Linked DNA regions of Mus musculus: regions 2, 3 and 4 are each linked to region 1. Evidence: chromatin contacts called from public Hi-C data. All regions are on one chromosome and are shown on one strand. Each heading gives the region's core, a stretch centred on a gene start, on an enhancer-like site or on the middle of the called end of the contact. The rest is flanking DNA. Distances are from core to core; before and after follow the strand shown.

Region 1 (3,767 bases), core at 706-3,205:
CCTCTGAGACCCAGGCAGTGGAAGGAGAGAATTGACTCTTGTAAGTGGTCTTCTGACCTCCACACACATGCTGTAACATAGGTGAGCCACCGTCCCAGTCAATCAATAGAGACACCCTCTCTCTTCTCCCCCGCCCTCTCTCCTCTCCTTCCCTCCCTCCCTCTCTCTGGGTTATTCCTGTATCCCCTTCTTTCCTCTTTGCTTCCACCTCTTCTCCTTATATTTCAGTGCATCCCCAAGCACGGACACCCACAATTGCTGCCCCCGTAGCCATTTGTTTGGGAAGCCATGTTGCTTTCCTGATGCGGCAAGGCACTTTCTCCCAAGTGATGCAGTTTGAGGGGGAGGCTGGGTCTGCATCAGCCACTTTCCAATTATAACGGACCTATAGTGAGCCAGGCTGAAATCACCTCTGATTTATTCAGGCCTTTTCCCCTGGCGATTACCTTCTCCATTCTGGACAAGACTATCTGCTCTTTCTGGGTGAGGGAGCAGCCTGATTATAGCTTCATTAGAAAATGGTGCGGCTTGCTCTCGAAGTCTAATTGGTTGACAGGGTTTGGGATACGGACGTGTGACTCGCTGACAGTGCGCGTGGCCCTCCTTTTACCGCAGAGAAATCCTTGGCTGTCAGAGTGAATGGATATGTGGAGCAGTTAATTTTATGTGTCATTAAAAGAACCTGTAATTGCAGCCATAAGTCTTTCCTGGATCCTTTTAGGAGGAGACACACGTTTTCCCAGACTTGGCTCTGTCTTGGTGACACCCCTTACAACCCTGTGCTAGTACGGCAGGTCTGGGGAGGGAAGACTCCACCAGGAGAGGTGTTGAAGACAGGATTTCCTGGGCTTTCCATGGGGGGGCGTGAGGGGGTTACTCTCAGTAGTGATTACTTCTCCAGCCTTCTGCAGGACTTTGATGCTCTGGAGGGCTGGAGACAGTTGTCATGCACAGATGCATTTCCTACTCAAGAGACATTGCTTGCATAGTGAGCAGGCTTAGGGTTCTAAGCTAGGGGAAGCCACTAGGGAGTTAACTCACCTGTCTGACGGGAAGTATGGGATATCACAGGACTTGCCTACTGATCACTGAAAAGCATGTCACAGAGTTTCTGACTGCATGCTTCGGAAGCGAATGCACAGGCCTGGGCACCAGGATCGAAATCCATTCCCCAGGCCAACCAGAGACCTGACAAGTGGAGGTGCCCAGCTCCGGTAACCTTGTCCACCCATTCAGGAAAGAGAAGTCACACTGGTGACAGACACTGTCCAGAAATACATAAGGATGGCACGTTAGACAGTAATCACTAGGTAACCATCTCAGACAGATGGAAAGAGAGGGGAAAAGCCCAAGAGTCACTATCTTTAAAGAGAACAAGCAGATCTGAGTAATCCAATTTATGGGAGATAAGAGCCTGCTGCTAGTACTGTCCTTTAACTGGACAAACGCCTTCGTTCAAGTGTCAACCCCAATCCGGAAGAGGTCACTGCACTGGGCCTGCTGCCTAATATACTCCTGAATTGGCTGAGTGGCTTTCCGAACAAACACACTGGTCCCACGGAATTGATTTTCAACAGGCCGTATTGGTCCCTAACGTAATTATCCTGCAGCGAGTCAGCTCACAGCAGCCCTTGCATTTAAACGCCGCTGGTCAGCTCAGGAGAGCTGTGGCCGCACCAAGGGGCCCTCTCTAAGCACCGCTGGGGAACCCTCTTCTCTCTCAGCAGCCATCCCCCCCTTCCTAAATCAGTCAGATGGCAGTGGGGGACTTTGTGCTACTTAATCCTAAGTGGGCATCTTGCTCATGAGATGCTGTGGTGACATCAGTCTCTTTTGTCAAGAAATAGCAAGTCCTGGCTGTTTGATAGGCACATTAAACTTACACTAAGGAGTCAAATGGGATACTTTCACACAGCATCCTTGTGGATCCCTCTTCCCTTCTCCAAAGTTCCTTGTCAGTGCCATTCCAGGTAGCTGTGGGTGTCAGGCCAGCCAAGGGCAGGCTAAGGGTGCTGACCTAGCATAGTGTATCTCTTCTTAAGACTGTTACCACATAGTGTGGTACAGGTCCTGGTTAGTCAAGCAGGGCATGCCGTTTCAACTTCCAGCTCATCCTTCCAAACTCTTGTGACCCTCAATGCTGGGAGGCCTGCTATCCAAATGAAATCCTTCCTCTCTGGATGGACCACAGTGAGCTCAAAAGACCCATGATTCCTATTCTACTTATCAGTCTGTCAGCCCCGAGAAATTACATCTTTCTCCCAGTGATGACTTATAGACATCCTTTTTGAAAGAGTTGAGGTCTAAAGCATGCTTGGTGCCTGGCATATTACACTGTGTAGAATACCACTCAGAAACTATGAGGATAGTTGCGTGGTAGTGCTCTGTAATGAGGAAATGGATAGCAAAGAGCAGGGAGAAGTCTGCATTAATATTGCCCCTCTTCCTGTATTTCTTCATCTAAGCCACGCAGTAACAACTGTGTCTGTGGCATTGGGATGTTTTGGGCTAAACCAAGTGCATGCTTGGCAAGTGTTTGGAACCATGCCCAGCATGATGAGAAGTGGTAAGGGGCAAGATCAGTCACTGTCGTGCAGTATAGGGACATTGGACAGAATCAGCCACCCTCAGTCTTTATCTGGGACCTCACCTGTTGTGACATCCTTAGCTTTCTTATCAACCAGAGATGCTACCAAGCCCAGACTTCCTCTAGTTGCCTAGCTCAAGGTGCCTGTGCCTAACTCACAGGTACACCCAAACAATACTGATGTTCTAGAAACCTTGGTCTGGGCTGGGGAGCTGCTGATGGTGAGTCTTAGAGCAGATCCCAGAAGGGACATCCCTGCCTGCTCTGACCTCATTCCAGACAGAATCTACATAGCTATGGCCAGGAGGTCATGGCAGCTGTAGCTATCAGGACATCGATTCTTTAAATTCTCATGAAACGCTGTTCAATTCTCATTAACTTGCTGGAAGCTTTGCCCAGAACTTGATTGTGAAAGACAAGGAAAATATTCTTATCTTAATCAAACTTGAAAAACTCACCACGGGGGTCTATCTTAGTGAGGGCTAAAGGCATTTTGGTTTGCTTCTATGGCTAGAGTCAGGAAAACCAAGGTAGGACCCACATCCGTTTACTTACTCCCTAGGGTTAAACCAGTACCCAGCTTGGTTCAAGTGATAGGTGCTGATTTCAACAAGTGCTGTTATTTCTAGGGGGCCCAGGAGAACAGCCACGTATTATAAAGATGATGGTTCACATAGCATTTTAAGTACACTCCTTGTATTGGTATGTGTAATGACACTCTTATCTCAGGACACTCAACCACATAAGGTCAAAGAGCAGGGCTGAGATCATAGAACTCGAGGCCTTGAGACAACTCAAGGCTACTCAGCCATCCTGCCCAGGTGTGTGGGGGAATCGAGGAAGGTGCTTAGTTGACAACATGACAGGGATGTTATTAGCATAGCCAGTTTGCATACAAGAGAGTAGAGGTGGTGGGAGAAGCTGGAGGAATAAGCAAGGAAGAAAGAGGTTGAGGACAAAAGACAAAGAGAGATGGCCAAGAGGAAAATAAGACATTATTGTTTAACGGCCCTACATTTTTATTTATCAAATAATGTTCCCTCCAATGATATATCTTACTTGCAGAGAGTAAAATCCTGCCAGAGACTACCTTGTACAAAGGCCTTCACATCCAGTTAGTTAATGTACAGTTCACAATGAAACAGTTACTACTGTGAATGTCCTTCTTAGATGGGGAAAC
Region 2 (3,767 bases), core at 833-3,332, 490 kb after region 1:
TGGTCTATAATAAACACAACCAGGTAAGAGAAGAGAGATGTCAGAAGCCCAGCTCGCCGCCGACAAAACGATGGACTTGGGAGACAGGAAACGCAGATCTGATCACAGCACCCGAGAGAAGGGAAACCCCGGGGATGCCTGCAACTTAAGAAACCTGAGGTTGGGCTGCACGGCAAGCAGCTATCATCAACAAGCCCCAGTCATGGCGGGCTTTACTTTAAACACGACAGAAAGGAGGCAAACGCATCCTCCGCTGTGTTGTCTGAACATGTTTAAGACACCCATCTGCCTCCCGCGGGCCCGGGGGTCAGGTGGCTCTCACATCCATGTTGTTCCCGGCACCCTCTGCCCTTCTTAGCATAACTTCTGAGAAGGGTCTCCATGAACTTGACCCTGCTGCTTCGCGCTGACGATTCTCCTTCTTTCTGCCTGCCAACTCCGCCCCCATCCCAGCGTCCGGGCTTGTTTTCCATCTGTGTATTATTCTTTGTGAATAAAATTATCCAATTAGGAAATCCATTTAAAGCCCTTAACAATAACAAGGGAGGGGGGAAAAACAACTAATGGAGTTGCTTTGGATTTTCTTTTTCAATAAATTAATGTTAGTGACGTCTGTGAATTCCTAAGTGCCCCTTCATACCATCCGGGCTATTGCAACAAGGACAATTAGTTCCAAGTTGCTATACCGATTTTCTATACCTTAGGAAATCCCAAGGAGCAGGATACTAGAAGGAGTCAAAGAAAACTTGCTGGCTCACAGGATGAATTTGACCAAAAATAAAGCTCCAACTCTAAAAAAAAAAAAAAAATCTTTGGAGTTTATATGTATATTCTTCTTCATTTCCTTTTTAATTATACACACATTTTTAAGGGGAGAGGAGAGAGCCTCCCCCTTCCTCCCATTTGCAACTGCTGTATGCACATTTTCAGGTGTTGCGTATAAAACAGGCTAAAGGAGGACGGTAAATGTCCCGATTTCTGCTGCTTCTCACACTGGGTTGGCTGGGGATTTGCTTTGTTCGCAATCAGCCTAGTTTGGTTTTGTTATTAAAGAGAGATAACGCTGTACGCCTGAGATGAAATTGCATTTTCCTTACTGTCAATGGTGAAAACCTTGGCCACCCTACCGATATAGTGAAAGATTCTCTCTCTCTCTCTCTCTCTCTCTCTCTCTCTCTCTCTCTCTCTCCTGCCTCTGTCTCTGTCTTTCTCTTCTCATAATAAAAATGTTTTAAATCTCCTTTCCCCTCCTGTTTTTTCTTTTCTCTCTCTTTCTTTCTTTCTTTCTTTCTTTCTTTCTTTCTTTCTTTCTTTCTTTCTTTTTTTTTTCTTTTCTGCTTACTCAAAACCAGAACTGAAGCCCCATGAAAAGGCCTTGTAATCCAGCCTTCTGTGTGATATCACAAATTAGTCATCTTCTCTTTCCTGGAGGTTGCACCGTCCTCTTTTTTTTTTTTTTTTTTTTAAATAAAAGCGGAGGCTAGAGTGGTGTTAGATTTTGACAGTGAAGGGTTTGCACTGATGGACCAAATAATCATGTGCACTGGGCGGGGGGGGGGGGGGGGCTGGGGGTGCAGATCTGGCACTGACCACTTAAAATTCAAATTTCACACTAACGATAAGTGTAATCATCTCAATCAGCACCATCACCATCATCATCATCACAATAAAAAGATGCATTCCGCGAGCCGGTGACATCAATCAACCACGGTGCAGATCAGAAGCAGTTCTCCCCTCTTGCTGGCTCACCCTGGCTGTCTGACACTAGCTTCCCCCTCCCCACCTCGCTGTCCTCCCCACCACCACCCCCACCTCACCCCCAGCTTGGGAGAAGTGATCACATTTAATTCATTACATCATTATGTCATCTCCATACTAATCTGTGCCCTCATACCTCCGCCACTTTGACATGCAAATGAGCTAGGGAAAAAAGCCACACATTAATATAAAAAAGTCACAGCAATCTTGTCATGATTTCCTCCCTCCCAGCCCCACAACACACTCCCTCCAATCTCCACCTCCCCCCCCCCCCACCCCATCTCTCTTTCCAGCACGCTGTGCTCGCGATCAGAGGAAACAACAGCAATCTGTTGAAGATCAGACGCTGAGACAGGGAGGTGGGGGGGAAGATACAACACATACACGTGTCGGCAACGCGGCCAGGAGTCCTATTTACATATTCACATGAGTTCCATTCTCAGACTGCTTAAGCGGGGAAGAAGTTAGGTGGCTCCCCCCACCCCAGCCACCCTCCCAGATCCAAAGAGAGACAAGCTACTGAGAGAAGAACACACGAATACATAGGGAAAGGGGAGGGGGGGCGCTTAGGAAGAGGGAGGGAGAAGGCAGAGAGGGAGACACACCAGCAAGAGACAGAGAGAGGGAAGAAAAGAAAAAAGAAAAGAAAGACTTTCACATCTACCTTACCTCAGCTAGCCTGCTTTCTGTAGCTCGCAAAGGGGGTTCCCTGTGGCTCCTTTACAATTTTTGAGACCCATCCTTCAGGCTCTCTCTCTCTCTCTCTCTCTCTCTCTCTCTCTCTCTCTCTCTCTCTCTCTCTCTCTCTCTCTTCCTCCTCCTCCTCCTCTCTCTGTGTTGTGACTGGGTTTAAAAAAATAAAAAATAAAAAAGACAACTCCATGTTAGGCTCCAGTCAAGGAGGCATCTTGAAGTCCAGGGCTACTGGGGGGCGGGAAGAGAGGAGGAGGGTCATAGCTTAATGCCTTACAAAGGAGAACCTGGGCTCTGTGCTTTAAAACATCTCTCTCGCATACGGTGACTGACAAAGGCAAAAACATATAGGGACTCCATGTGTACTTGGAGACATCTGTACATTTCCCACTAGTCTCCCGGATGCCAGGAATATTCAGATTGGGAGACAAACACATGCAAGACAATTAGGAGTCCCTTCAGGAAACCCCATGGCAGATCCACTTGGCTTGCTGATTGCAGAGGGAGCCAGGCAGCCAGGGGCTTTATTTGCTGAATCACATTTGTGGTAATACCTGGGTAATAATAACAGACAGGCTGGAGATGGGGGCTTCAGCCGCCGCCGTGATTTTCCCAGCTTTGATCAGTTTTCAGCGGTACATTTCTGGTAATGAAAACGTGTGAACATGTCCGCAGATTTTTTTCCCAAGTTCTCTCTCTCTCTCTCTCTCTCTCTCTCTCTCTCTCTCTCTCTCTCTCTCTCTCAATAACTAAAAAGAAATGAGAGAAGTGGGGGGGGGTTGAGGAGAGAGGGGGAAAGGAGAGGGGGGAGAGAGAGATTGCAATTTAATATATATCTACGCACTAATAATAAAAGCCCTTTCTCTATATATTCTTTATGAAGAGCAAGATTGGTATGATCTGAAAACAGAGGACCAAGGCAGACGCATCTGATTTTCTAGTGGCCCACTGTATAGCATTACCCTAATTGACTTTATTAGCTCTGGTGAGATGCTACCGTCCCTCCAAAGAACCTGCCTTGGAGGACAGCGACACACAGCACTGAGGAACGGAAGCTGATTCCAGGAAATTAAGTACTGCTCTATTCAAGTGAAAGGAATAAAAAATTTTCAAAACATTTGAATGGTGGGGGAGTTGAGTCCTATCTCTCAACCAGTTCATTTCAACCGGGGTGGGGGGGGCGGGGGGCAGGGAGACATCAGCTGTCCGAGGAACCTTTAACAGGATTGTGATTCTGAAAACTGGCTTGGGGGTGGTGGTGGGAGGGGGTGTTTGAAAACTGGTTTGCTGCATCAGTCAAAAACTTAAACGCCATA
Region 3 (3,767 bases), core at 859-3,358, 460 kb after region 1:
CTCAGAAAGCTGAAGAGGAATACCATGACATTGAGGTTACCCTGGGCTATACTGTAAAACTCCAAAAATAGTTTATAGGTAGAAATTTAAACAAAACATTTTAAAATGGGTTGAGCTGGGGGTTGCAGCAGCATCAATAATCTAGCACTTGGGGTGTCCAGGCAGGAAGACTGAGAACTCAAGGCCAACCTCGACTACATGGTAAGCTCCTATCTCAAAGGAAGAAAAAGAAAAAGATGTTTTTAAAAATTCCACTTGATTTTTTTTTTTTTTGGCTTTTTTTGAGTTTTGGTTTGTCTGTCTGTCTGTCTGTCTGTTTGTGTGCATGCATTTGTAAGATGAAGTCCTGGAAGATTATAATAAGCAGTGCTCACCATTGTATCAAAACATGAACACAGACTCTCCCGACACATCTTGCTCTTGAAATTGACAGCGTGGTAGTAATTCTGTACTTGGTCTGTTTGAGCTAAACTATTTCTGAAGCCTTGCGTCACTCACAACTACGGGTCTGCATCCCTCGAATTTCTTCTCATGCCACTATCATCCATGTTTCCTTTCATCTCTTAGAGTTGGGTAACTCTGGCACTCACTGTGACGGGACGGCAATTCATATCGCTAATGACAATGGGTAAATCTAGGCAGGGATGGTAAACCACAATACAGCTTAATGAAGCCAGGCCCCTACTGCAACAGCTACACATCCTCAGTCTGAAACTGCACATGCCCAGTTCATAGGGAGTCTACACGCAACCAAAGACACACAATGCTGGCCATCCTAGCATTTCCAAATTGAAGTAGATGTGTCACTGTAAACCACTTACCTTTAATTTCTGTTTTATATTACAGTTGTAGACCTGTTTTGGGTTCTGTTTTTACCATTACATGAATGGGTAGGTCAAGCTTTGTGTCTTCAGGAAAGGGTAGTAGGAACTGAGGGGTGGAGCTTCATGGGTGGAGTTGCTGCCCTAGACCCCAGGAAGCCCTGAGTTTGATTCCCGACACTGCACAAATGAGACAGGATAGCTTGCACCTGTAATTCTAGCACCCAGGAGGTAGAAACAGGATCAAAAAAGATCAGGGAAGCCTCCCTTGGCTGCACAGAAAATTAGAGGCAGCTGCCTAGTGGAGGGAGTAGGTAAGGGGACTCAACAAGTAAGGACACTTGTCTCCGAGTCTGAATCCCTTAGTTCAGTGACTGGAACCCACAGCAGAAGCAGAGAGTTGTCTCCTGAAACTGGCCCTCTTGACCACACACGGGCCATAGCATGTGTGCACATACATGTCAAAACCAAGAAATTCTCATACTATTAGACGTCAAGACAAGACCTCTCCCTTGTCTACAACATTGAAATGCCGCTGCGATGTTTTGGTACCTGGCTTTTTCAATGAGTTGGTTTGGGGGGGTGGGGAGGTTTGTTTCTTTTGTGTCCCCCCCCCGGGAGTTTGACCACAGAGAAGCCATCTGCCTGCTGCAGCTAAAGATGCACCAAGATGCAGACTCTTGAGGTTACTGGGCAAGCTACGACACACAGAGGCTAGTAAATAGAAGCAGCCCCCCCTGAATCCCTTAATTACTAGAACCCCCCCCCCCCAAAAAAAACCAAATGTGGTTTCCCACCCCCAGGGAAGGCACACATGTTTCAAATCCAATGTGGAACAAAAACTAGAAACACAAAGTACCTTAAATTTTTCTGAGAAATTAGCATCAACAGAAAGAAAAACAGCAGTTGCCTCCATGGAAATAGCAGCCCCTCCTCGCCCACAGCCATTTGGATCGGAGATTGTTTGCATTAATAAGGCGTTAGCGTTTGTTTTTTTCTTCTGTCTCTCTCTCTCCCTCTCTCTTGATTGTCAAATGCCAGCCGTTCAATGTCCCACATTTGCCGTGAAATTCAAGGCAATGAGGCTGACAGAATGTAATTTACTTGCATTGAAATATGCCAGGCCCATGATTTGCTTCTCCAGCCTTCCGGGCTGGGGGGTCACATTCAGTGGACCTTCTGAACTCTCAAAGAGGAAGCCAACTTCGCTGAGTCACATACAGCAAGGGTGTGGCAGGTGGGTGGCCACAGGAGCAGATGGCAGAGCCACCAACGCTGTGTCGATCTTTGCAAAGGAGGAAGAACAGCGTAGACAACTTGAAACAAGCAGCTAATCTCCCCTTGAGTCTTGAATTTCTTCACCTTTCTCATCTATACCTTAAAATGAATGCAAATTTATAGGTCAAAAAATGAAGCGCTCGGATTTATTCATCTCTAGAAAATGTAAAAGAGCTGAGAATTTACTAGAGCATAGAACTAAACTGAACTTCATAAATAACCTGGGTGGGTAAAACATTTCATCATCACGCTGAAAAAATTTTTGAAATGGAAAAATAAAAGCCCAGAGAAGTCAGAGCGCATGGGGGGGGGGGAAAGCATTAAAAAATGTGGGGGAGGGGAAGCTTGGGGGCAAGATTTTCCATACATATAAAACAGTCCTGCATTAAAAACCACTTATGGAATTTATGTTCAGGGCCATCTATCATGGAGCTGTTTGAGACATTAAGAATTTGGGGAGAAAATAAATGCCTAATAACATGGAAATCTGTTAAATAAATTATCATCCATCTACACAATAGTGCCAATAAAAATCCTACTGTAAAGGTATTTAATGGCATGGGCAAATATTTCCAACACGATCTTGAATTTTCATGGTGGTTACATAGACTGAAACTAAGGTGTATTTGTGTGTGTGTGTGTGTATGTCTGTGTCTGTATATCTGTGTGTGTTTGTGTTGTGTGTGTACATGTACATGAGTGTGTGTGTGCATAACTGGGTGCACATATCTATACATATGGGCAGAAGGAGAATGATACAATCTTTAAAGTTAACTGTGACGAAATATAGGTGGCAAGACTACAGTTTACTTTTATTTTGTGTGTTCTCTAAGAGAGTATGTTATATAAAATACCTATCTTGATAAGGAAAAGGAGATCATGAGAAAGAAGTAGTCTCACTTCTGGGGAAAATGTAATATCCAGACATCCCAAGGTTTCCTAAGATATTTTCCTCTAAGTAACACCCTCCATCTCGTGTTGGCAAGAAAGAAATGCTTTCTTAGAAAATTTGGAACAAGGACATGATTAGCAGAGGACTCCACTCTGAGAACAAACCCACACACTTGCTTGCATACCTTTGCGGATGCAGATGTGGTTTGTGTATGTGTATACGTCTGTGTGTTTCTATGCGCTTGGGTATCGGGGCACATGGACATCTGCGCACCTGTATGTGGCAGCCGGAGGGTCAACATGAAGAGTCTTCCTCGGTCACGAGACTGGCTGGCCAGAGAGCCCCGGGATCCACTGTGTCTCCCTCCCCAGCGCTGGGATTCCAGGCACACTAAACAAGCTCACTGCTTTTTGTGAGAGTTCTGGGCCAAGGAATTCAGGTTCTCATGCTCGTAGCAGGAAGTCTTTTGCTCCCTGAGCTGTCTGTCGTCTCAGTTTTATTCTGGTTTTGTTTTTCTTTTCTAATTCACACTTAAAATATACTCCTAGCACCAGAGGGATTATGCGGAGCCATAGAATGCTTGATGCACAGTGTGAGGACCTGAGTTCAACCTCCAGCACCTATGAGAAGATAAGCGGGCGATGAATTCGCTTTACATAAAATCAGCACTGTGTGTGCAGAGGCAGGAGGATTGCTGGGGCTTCTGGCCATCAGCCAGCAGAAACTGTAAACTCCAGAGTCTTTTGACCCTATCTCAAGAGAAACGGGTTTAAAGT
Region 4 (3,767 bases), core at 438-2,937, 410 kb after region 1:
TGGAGCTAATCTTCCATGCTTATGAGTATTTTCAACTGAGCCTGAAGGATTTCTGAACTTGAGGCCAAGTGTATTGGCTGGTAGTTCTCAAACCCAGAAAGTTTTAGCACTGTTCCATTCACAGATCTTCTGGCCCCTTAAGTTTGACATAGGCAGAGAATTTACATCCCTTTTAAAATATGTTTTCCTAAATTAAAACATTTTTTGTGTGTATGCATATGTGGATATCTTCCTCTATGATCTTCTACCTTATTCTCCTTAGCTGGTATCTGTCACTGAACCTGTAGATTGCCACTTTCAACTGTGTTGGCTTACTGACTGCCAAGCCCCAGAAATGAACCTTCTGTGTGTAGACAAGCGCATGGGCACACACACACCAGCACTAAGGTTAGAGGCATGTGTAGCCATATCCCAGCTTCTTACACAAATGCTGGATATCTAAACTAAGGCCCTCATGCTCAGACAGCAAGTATTCTTACTCACTGAGCGATCTTCCCTTCCTGGGGATTCATACTTTCAACAAAGCCCACTCTGGTGGTGTGCAGATCATGCTTGGGAACGCCTTGCTCGCATCTTGCAAGTACCAGTTAGTGAGAACAAAAGAGTAGGTAGGTGCTCTAAACAGTGTGAGATTCTAAATCATTGTCTTTAGTGGCGGGAGAGGGGGGCGCTTGGGAGGGCGGGGGAGGCTTTCAAAGCACCAGGCAGGCAGTCACTGGAGCTCCCAGAACCCTGGTAATGTGATCAGCATGCATTTAGCTTGCAAACCATCTCGTTTACAGATGGACAAATGCCAGGCGATAAATCAGTGGCAGGGCCCACATAAAAAAAAAACCAAAATTCCAGGCTCCCTAATACCACCATCCAGGTGTGTGCTGACCTATGTCGGCCAATGGGCCATTCTTCATAATATTAAATAATAGCATGTGCTGCCTGCAGGTGATTTTGAGTGGCATCGTGATATATCCCACCGGCATCACAAAAGCAGATGGCTTTCATAGCCATAGATACTCAAGATCTGCTCTATCTATGTACCCACCTTTATTTCAGGCCATTAAAGGGGGCCTCAAGAAATGTAACATCAATATGGGGGGGGGGAAGGCTTCTCTTTCCTGGAGGAGAACAGGGGGTGACCATGTGAGCACAGTGCCATCTCAATAAGCACGCCAAGAAAAATCCCACGGAAATATCTGGGCGGCAATAAACGTGATCTTATCTCAACACTGAAATGGAAAAAGGAGCTGGTCCCCCTAAATCACAGGAGTAATGTGCGGTGGAAAAAGAAAAGGACAACTGTGGACAAACTCAGAGAAGAAAGTTTTATTAATTCTAAATATGCCTTTCCCCCACTGGGTTTACACTAGCATTCCCCCTAATGGGATCCAGATGTTCCGCCAGCCTGGAAGTAGCTACCTAGGAGAAAACAGTAGCTCGCCTCCTTTAAGTTAAAAGGGCGAAATCGTGGCGCTACAGGCTGATTTACAGTTTAGTTCAATCAGCGCCCACAGCACGGAGGGATGGAGAACTGTGGACCGTGGATGAAGGCGAAAGCCCGCCTTGGAAAAGGCTGGCGGCTCAAGAGTTAATGCCAACCTTTCCTGTGAATGCAGCCCTCTGTGTAGTAGCTAATGAAGGTAATGAAATATGACATGTAGTTTGGCCCTTGACCATGGAGTGCACCCCCCGCCCCTCGGCGCTGCGAACAAAGCCAAAACAGATGTAGCGACTTCTGTATGGTTTGGGGTTGGCGTCTGTTACACAGACCAGGTGACCCGCACATTCCCAGAATGTTCACTTCTGACACACGCGGCATTATCTGAGAAGATGCTGCCTTTGTCTGTGAAGTGCGAAGGGGAAGCGAGAGACGGAGGGGTGCAGCTGAGGGGGTGGGGGCAGGGGTGGGGACGGGGTGAGGGTGGAAGCTGAGCTTCCAGGGATGTTCAGCCAAACTCCTGCCCTCTATGCCCTGGTTCTCCTCATTCACTGTGAACTGGAAAAACAACAACAACAACAAATTCTTTCTTGGAGGCAAGGGGGTAGCCTGGCAAATGTGGAATTTGCAGAAAATCTCCTCCGTGCCTTTACTTCTCTCTCCAAAGCAAGGCCCAGGGAATGAGACCCAGGGATGGGAACTAATTGCTGAAGCTACTTGGGCTGGTCACTCTAGTACAAGGACAGAGCAGCCAGCCACTCCTCAGCAAAGGCCGTCCGTATGTCCATATTTCAGGTTTCGTATTTCAGGTTCCCATGCAGACCAAATGGCCGAAATAAAAGCACAGTTCTGGTGACTAAAACCACAGCGCTGGGCTCTGAGGAAATACTAATTGTAGTTGTCATGCTGTCTGGCTTCTTCACTCTTGAGGACCACTGGATAAGGTGGCTGTGTGATGTTTCCCCCACCCCCCCAAGGGATCTTAAGTAATTTTTTTTTTAAAGAACATATCATCAAATCTTGGCCTAAATATAGCATCTTTGTTGGTTTCCCCCCACCCCCAAAGGGATCAGACCTTTGGCAAAGTTAGAGAGAAAGAGAGGAACAGGGAGAAAGAAGAGGAGGGGGAGCCTTGGCAAGTGGGAGCCTGTTCCCAATGTTATTTATTATCTTCAGCAGACACTGACATGTGGCTTTTGAAAGCGGATACTGTACCTTTAACCTTGACTCCAAAAGCATGCTTAATCTGTGATGCAAACCGAGGTTCCAAACTGGAGAGCCTTGGGGTAGTGGCTGGGGGGTGGGGGTGGGGGGGCGGGGGATGGGGGTGTGGCTAGATTTATTTATGAGGCGCGTGGAAAATTTTGACATCACAAGCTATGGCCATTATTCACATGTTACATGACACAAGATTGGCCCTTTTAACGCAGCAACATCACATAAAAATATGATTTTTGTCCTGTGACGGCAGGCTGATCATATAGTGCTCACCTACCTACCCAATGAAATGTAATCTCTTTAGGTCAAAGGCCCCAAGAAAGTGATTCAACTGGGTGGCTCCAGTCTTCCATCAGACTCTAGGAAAACTAAATTCGGATGAGGCTCGATGAGGAACTCAAATTGTAGGAGGGTGTGGATAGATCGCTGAATGGAACAGAGAACATTCTGGAACAGCCCACGAGGCTATCACAGGGCCCTCTCAGCACAGCTCTCCACAGTTGCTCACTGATATAGATCTCATTACAGATGGTTGTGAGCCACCATGTGGTTGCTGGGATTTGAACTCTGGACCTTCGGGTGCTCTTACCCACTGAGCCATCTCACCAGCCCAATGCCAGACTTCTAAATTCTTTTTTTTTTTTCTTTTCTTCAATGGGAAGGTTGGGAGCCAGATAACCCAGGCAGATGCAATAAGAACCCCCAAATGCTAAAAGGTTACATGGCACTGCTGTCCACACAGCAGTGTGTCAGTAAATTTTCCTTCTGTCACAGAAGCACCATTAGGTCATAAGCATCGGTAGGTTGTCACTACTGTACCTCAACAACCACACCCAGGGTTCAGGGCCAACTTCTATAGGGAAGGGATATAGGGAAGGAATTGGTGGGGACCCCAAGAGGCTCCCAATTTTACAAAGCATTCACTAAGATACACTTCAGCCCAAATCCCAACCATGCAAAAGCACACTGCTAATTAAGAAACCAAGAAAAAAAAATCAGGGATAGAGAATAAAAGACATTCAACACTTTCATGTGGCAAAGTCCCCTACTCAAAACGTTCTTCTTCCCATAATTGTATTTATGACACATGGCAATCCTGGTGTAGGTATATGAAGCC

Evidence for each region. Hi-C and Micro-C count contacts between places; a contact is called where the count stands out from the background.
Region 2: a contact with region 1 is called in a Hi-C map of the N1E-115 cell line, with 6 times the contacts expected there. The contact joins two enhancer-like sites. A contact is called at or near these places in 1 of 484 Hi-C or Micro-C datasets (the N1E-115 cell line), 3 of 115 datasets of contacts at active chromatin or transcription factors (embryonic basal ganglia, embryonic hindbrain and embryonic midbrain) and 1 of 9 other capture datasets (embryonic stem cells).
Region 3: a contact with region 1 is called in a Hi-C map of the N1E-115 cell line, with 5 times the contacts expected there. The contact joins two enhancer-like sites. A contact is called at or near these places in 1 of 484 Hi-C or Micro-C datasets (the N1E-115 cell line) and 1 of 115 datasets of contacts at active chromatin or transcription factors (embryonic basal ganglia).
Region 4: a contact with region 1 is called in a Hi-C map of the N1E-115 cell line, with 5 times the contacts expected there. The contact joins two enhancer-like sites. A contact is called at or near these places in 1 of 484 Hi-C or Micro-C datasets (the N1E-115 cell line), 2 of 115 datasets of contacts at active chromatin or transcription factors (differentiating embryonic stem cells and embryonic stem cells) and 1 of 9 other capture datasets (embryonic trunk).

Annotation. Positions count from the first base shown.
Region 1 is chr8:108,434,254-108,438,020 of GRCm38.p6, reverse strand. It overlaps a transcript of Zfhx3 not described here. Among named protein-coding and RNA genes, the nearest start is that of Gm39243, 36 kb to the left of the region's middle. Within about 2 kb of position 1,955, at least 1 of the 459 cell types and tissues checked has an H3K27ac peak or open chromatin away from gene starts, as enhancers often do. A contact at or near this core is called in the N1E-115 cell line, where this site is marked.
Region 2 is chr8:107,941,361-107,945,127 of GRCm38.p6, reverse strand. No RefSeq gene overlaps it. Among named protein-coding and RNA genes, the nearest start is that of Gm39242, 110 kb to the right of the region's middle. Within about 2 kb of position 2,082, at least 25 of the 459 cell types and tissues checked have an H3K27ac peak or open chromatin away from gene starts, as enhancers often do. A contact at or near this core is called in the N1E-115 cell line, where this site is marked.
Region 3 is chr8:107,978,977-107,982,743 of GRCm38.p6, reverse strand. No RefSeq gene overlaps it. Among named protein-coding and RNA genes, the nearest start is that of Gm39242, 150 kb to the right of the region's middle. Within about 2 kb of position 2,108, at least 28 of the 459 cell types and tissues checked have an H3K27ac peak or open chromatin away from gene starts, as enhancers often do. A contact at or near this core is called in the N1E-115 cell line, where this site is marked.
Region 4 is chr8:108,025,616-108,029,382 of GRCm38.p6, reverse strand. No RefSeq gene overlaps it. Among named protein-coding and RNA genes, the nearest start is that of Gm39242, 190 kb to the right of the region's middle. Within about 2 kb of position 1,687, at least 36 of the 459 cell types and tissues checked have an H3K27ac peak or open chromatin away from gene starts, as enhancers often do. A contact at or near this core is called in the N1E-115 cell line, where this site is marked.